2 separate regions of the Sus scrofa genome follow, and region 2 is linked to region 1. Evidence: chromatin contacts called from public HiChIP or PLAC-seq data. All regions are on one chromosome and are shown on one strand. The core of a region is the stretch at or near the end of the contact, and the rest is flanking DNA. Distances in the headings are between cores, read along the strand shown. Region 1 has its middle 85 kb from the start of BTC. Region 2 has its middle 40 kb from the start of PARM1.

Region 1 (2,700 bases), core at 127-2,626:
TGGGTCTTAGGAGAAAGATATGGCTGGACTGGTAAATTAAAAAGATATGGCTGGACTGATAAATTAAGGAGCTTGTTGGTGTTAGTCTCCTTAATAGGGGAGGTAACTGGTCCTAGTAGATGGGAAATAACAGAAGATAAGCGGGACAGATGAGGACAACCCAGGAAAGAAAGAAAAAGTCCCCGACGTTTTCTGCAAAAGAAACCAACGTTTAAAAGAAAGCTTAACTTGGGAGTTCCTATCATGGCTCAGCGGTAACCAACCCGACTAGGATCCATGAGGATGCAGGTTCGATCTTTGGCCTCAGTCATTGGATTAAGGATCCGGCGTTGCTGTGAGCTATGGCGTAGGTCGCAGACTCAGCTCGGATCCCGAGTTGCTGTGGCTCCGGCATAGGTCGGCAGCTACAGCTCTGATTCAACCCCTAGCCTGGGAACCTCCATGTGCTGTGGATGCCGCCCTAAAAAGCAAAAAAAAAAAAAAAAAAAAAAAAAAAAAAAAAGGAAACTTAACTATGCCTTCGGCTCTTCCATGACACTGGATACAAATGCCTTTTATTGCAAATTGTCTATCGGTTAAGTCCTCTGTTCTAGAGTGGGAAAGAAGACTCTAGGTGGTTACAGAAAGGGTGCATGGCCTGGGGAAGCATTTAACATTGAAAGACCTTGGAAGGATGGATGACTAGAGGTCTGTCCACTGTGGGTCTTTGGAGCTCCTAGATTTTCCATGTCTAGTGAGGCTTTTCCTCATGTTTCTCACTATCTGTAAGTGAATATCTAAAAAAGCCATTATTTCAGAGTTCGCATTGTGGCGCAGTGGGTTACAAACCTGACTAGTATCCATGAGGCTGTGGGTTCGATCTATGGCCTTGCTCAGTGGGTTAAGGACCTGGAGTTGCTACAAGCTGTGGTGTAGGTCGAAGATGCAGCTAACATCAGGTGTTTCGGTATTGCCATGACTGTGTAGCTCGCATCTGCAGCTCCAGTTTGATCCCTAGCCTGCAAGGTTCCATATGCTGCAGGTGTGGCCCTAAAAAGAAGGAAAGAAAGAAAAAAAGCCATTTTTTCACCTGATAAGTTGAGAGCTCTGGATGTAAAATCCTTCCGGAATTGCCCAACATTTCCTTCTATTTTTGATGAAGAAAGGTCACGGCGTCTTCTTTTCAAATATTCATGTTTCAATGGCCAGGGCAGACGTCCACCAAAAAAAGGCATTTAAAAAACTGGCAATGAAATCTTTCCTCTGTAGAAAATCTTTGTCTGGCTGATGTCCAGGCCTCCTTCCCCATTTCGTGGCTCCCTGGAGCTCTGCTTCTGCGACTCAGACATTCCCGTGAGGGCAGCAGGTTTGCTGGTGTTCCTCTGAGGACAGAGATGGATGAGGTGTGGGGTTTGTTGATGTTCATGTGGTATTTTTAGTCCTCGGTTAGTAAAATTAGAGGCAGCCGCAGAGTGGCTCTTGTTTAAAAACAAACTCTCACATCTCTCCTGTGAAAGTCCCTTTCTTTAGGGGCATCTGTTTTAATAGGCTGCCCCTCACCCTGCCCCCCGCCGCCGCTGCTAGGCACACTGAATCCCAGCCTCACTGTCGCCAGCAACCTCTCTGGTCCCTAAAAGGTTTAGTGTGTTGTCAGAAGAATAGGGCTTACCAACTGCAATGATAAAATAATTGAGTTAAACTTGTTTCTAAAGGGTGGGGATTTTTGTCCATCTTAGGAAGTGTCTGCTAGAGCCCTTCTTAGCTCTGGTTGTTCCCTGGGCGGCTCAGAGTCTCAGGCAGAAAGAACATGCATTTCCAACTTTGGAGCCCATCCCTACCCTCATCCAAATAATGCATGGCTGCGAAATGGGTTTAAAGTTTCCTTGATTTGAATAAAGATAGAGATAGCTAGAGTGGATGAAACTCTACATTCTGCCTAAAAGAAGACAAAGGTATGTATGTGGATGTGGGCGTTGGTATGCACACAAACACACAACGGGGTGTATCTGCGTGTATCTCCTTTTCCACACCAGGCACTTATGCTGGGCCTTCATTTCCACATTCCCACATTGATTTAGGAACCACAGGCTCTACCCTCTGTTTCACTTCATGGGTCAGGTGCTGTTGACAAAAGAGTGGTGTTATCTACCCAAGGCAGTTTGGATGGTCTTCAGTAGAGTGTTGGGCTGTAGCTGGATGTTCCACTGGAGGTTTACAGGCATTGTCCTGGCAACTGACCACAGGAGGCCAGTACTCTGGGGCAAGGAGACAACAGCTGCTGTGACTCTTCCCTGAAGGACCAAACATCCTACATAGCTGGTTTCCATGGGCTTCATTGACCAGAGATGCCAGCAGAGCAGGCTCCTGGTATTGCTGTCTGCTTTTCTCCAAGGGATACTTCTTCATCTCCCACACAACCCAGGTAAGTTACCAGGGCTCCAAGTTCAGGGACACAGAGAGAGGAGAGGAGTTTGGTCCTTTCCCTCTTCTTTCCCCCATTCTTTCATTAGCTGCAATCTTCCTTTGTGATTGACTGTTTTTAGCATAAAACCATACACATCCTCCCCTGAACAACACAGATTCTTTCTTCCTTTTTTTTTTTTTCCTTTTTGTTCCAATAATATCACTGCTATTTTAGGCACTGGGAATGCCTCCAAGAGAGTAATGGAAAGGCCACATACATGGAAATGAGAAAGGAAAAGCACAAGAATTAATGTATTG
Region 2 (2,700 bases), core at 147-2,646, 140 kb before region 1:
GCTCCTTGTGACCTAGCGAAACAAGTTTATGGGTTGGCACGAACTGTTTCGCTGCTTCCAAGGAAACTAATACATTTGAAAAGATTCAGTGGTGAGGCCCATGTGTGAAGAGAGTTTTAGGGAAATGCAAAGCAAAGTGGATGAGAGGTCCTAAACCTGAGGTCCCTTGAAAGACATCAGATCCTCCATGGCTTGATCTAAGGGACGATGACCATCTTTTTTTTTTGTGTTTAGTTGGTAAAGCCCCATCTCCCTAGCAGGGTAGGCAAGCATTTAAGGCTAGAAGTGGAGTCCCCTCTCCCCTGGCTTAGTCTCCTTGGGTTTGCTCTGTTCTAGGCTGCCATCTGGTGGTCATGAAGGATCAACCAGTTACCCCGTCAGGGAAAAATTCCACCAAAGCAAAGGCATGGCCATTTTGTGGTTAGCTCTTGCCAGTAAATATGCCACAGGATTATTTATTTTCATTTTCTCGTGTGCATAAATCAGAGTGGCAGTCTGAACTTGACCACGCTTATCACAGTCTTTAAAAATACTTCAAGTATTTTGACCTAGTGCTACCATTTTCAAAAATATATTTCAAAGAAAGGCATGCAGACAGATTTATGTGTCAGCATGTTCCACCAAGTGTAATTTATAATGGCAATTTTGGAACTAATCCAAATGTTCAAAAATCAGGATTGTTAAAATTAGAGTGTTTCATTCCATGGTGCGCTCATACTTTAGAGTAACGTTTAAAGACATGGGAAAATGTTTATGATAGATTATGAAGTGAACAAAACCAATGAAAACTCCACGATCCTGGTTTTGCTTTTCTGAATATTTCCTCCTTTCAAAGTCATGAAAATGTAATACTTTTGGAAGCAGAAAGCCAAAAAAAAATCATAGCAAATATATAAATATGGTTACATGCACAGCAGTGTATCTGTACCAACTTTTTTCAAAGTAACAAGTCCTTTAAGATATCTCTCCTGAAACTTTGTTCAGTAAACATGTTCCTATAGAAAAATCGGTGCAAAAGGTCATGAACAATTGCCTCACTGTTCTGATGATCTTAAGTAATAATCCAGGAAGCTTGAGCCTGCAGCTGCCACTTGAAGTTTGCTAATGGGTCTCGTGGTGGAGACAAAAAGCATGTTATTTCTTGCATGACCCTTGACTCATTAACTTGTTCTAAGGCTTATATTTTGCTTCTAGGGGTTGTTGGTGGGGCTGTGGAAGAAGATGCTGTTTAAATCACTGTGCAGCGTGTGCCATCACCGGGGCTCAGTTTTATAATTGGACAGAGTCCATTTAAAGCTTTTTCGAGATGTAGCTTTGAGATTTTTCTCTGTACCCTGCACAGGTATAAATAGACTGCTTTGCTGGCTTCGCTGGGAGATTTGCCCAGAAAGAGAAGGTTAAAGGGATCTCACAGGTTTTCTTAAATAGGAGCATCTGCCCTTGGCTCTTGGGAGCAGCCACGGGGCGAGCCAAAGCCACCTAGGTGTCCCTTTCATGGGGTTTTACATTTCATAGCTGTTTGCTTAATAAACTCGGGCGCAATTTCCACATACATGGTTAACATGCTCTCAGGCACCAGGTGGCAGGTCCAAGAAGAGGAAGATCATTTTCAGAGCTCCCCGCTGGCTCAATAAACACTTTCCAGTTCTCCTAATGAGATGGTGAACCTCTTTTTATCATTTAGCCCTGGGCTCAACAAACCTCTCATGGATGTTACCGGAGCAGTTTATAATTTCCACTTTTATTAGTGTCAACACCATTGCTGTTAGATTGACAAACAGGAATTCAACTAATCCTTCAGCTTTACAGTTGGAAATAGATCCCCTTCTGTATCTTTTACTGCATGAATTCTGCTAAATTCCTGGCTGGGCATAGCCAGTGTTGCTACGTAGTCATTTTCAAAGAAATAGGAGTGAAATCTGAGTGTTGTACATTAACCTATGTGTGTTTTTAAAACAGGTGCCAAGATAAATTGACTTATTCCTCTGACTGCTGTCTCACTTGGCTGGAAATATGAGTGTGTGCAGTAGACTATGGTTAAGTGAATGTAAAACATTTTAAGTTATCGAGTAGTTCTTCCTCTCCCGTTGGTCACGTTTCAGGAAGGAATTCAATAACTACCCATTGGCTGCTTTTCTGTATTGGTGGTGTTTTCTTTTCTCTAAGTAAAACATTCTCAAAATAACATTCCCTGGGAGATAGGATTCAATGCACACATATTCACTTTATCCATAGCCCTTTGTATATAACACAAGTCATGTTCTAATGTCATCAAGATTTTTAAGATAAAGTGGATGGAGGAGATTAGTGCCAAAGTTACAGAAAATCAAGGACAGAGAATTTGCTTTTCAAAGTTAGACCTTTTTTTTTGCGTGTGTGTGTCTCTTTGCCTTTTCTAGGGCCACTTCCTGCAGCATGTGGAGGTTCCCAGTTTAGGGGTCCAATCAGAGCTGCAGCTACTGGCCTACGCCAGAGCCACAGCAACGTGGGGATCTGAGCCGAGTCTGCGACCTACACCACAGCTCATGGCAACACTGGATCCTTAACCCACTGAGCAAGGCCAGCGATTGAACCCTCGACCTCATGGTTCCTAGTCAGATTCATTAATCACTGCGCCACGATAGGAACTCCGAAGGTTAGACATTTCTAAAGTCTCATGTGTTTTAACTTTATGTAAAATTTTAACCTTTAAGAAATTGT

The links. HiChIP or PLAC-seq counts read pairs in DNA pulled down with a chosen protein or histone mark.
Region 2: an H3K27ac HiChIP or PLAC-seq map of skeletal muscle shows a contact between it and region 1. The contact joins two enhancer-like sites. A contact is called at or near these places in 1 of 47 Hi-C or Micro-C datasets (skeletal muscle) and 1 of 2 datasets of contacts at active chromatin or transcription factors (skeletal muscle).

Annotation. Positions count from the first base shown.
Region 1 is chr8:70,608,732-70,611,431 of Sscrofa11.1, reverse strand. No RefSeq gene overlaps it. Among named protein-coding and RNA genes, the nearest start is that of BTC, 85 kb to the left of the region's middle. Within about 2 kb of position 1,376, at least 2 of the 83 cell types and tissues checked have an H3K27ac peak or open chromatin away from gene starts, as enhancers often do. A contact at or near this core is called in skeletal muscle, where this site is marked.
Region 2 is chr8:70,747,072-70,749,771 of Sscrofa11.1, reverse strand. No RefSeq gene overlaps it. Among named protein-coding and RNA genes, the nearest start is that of PARM1, 40 kb to the left of the region's middle. Within about 2 kb of position 1,396, at least 7 of the 83 cell types and tissues checked have an H3K27ac peak or open chromatin away from gene starts, as enhancers often do. A contact at or near this core is called in skeletal muscle, where this site is marked.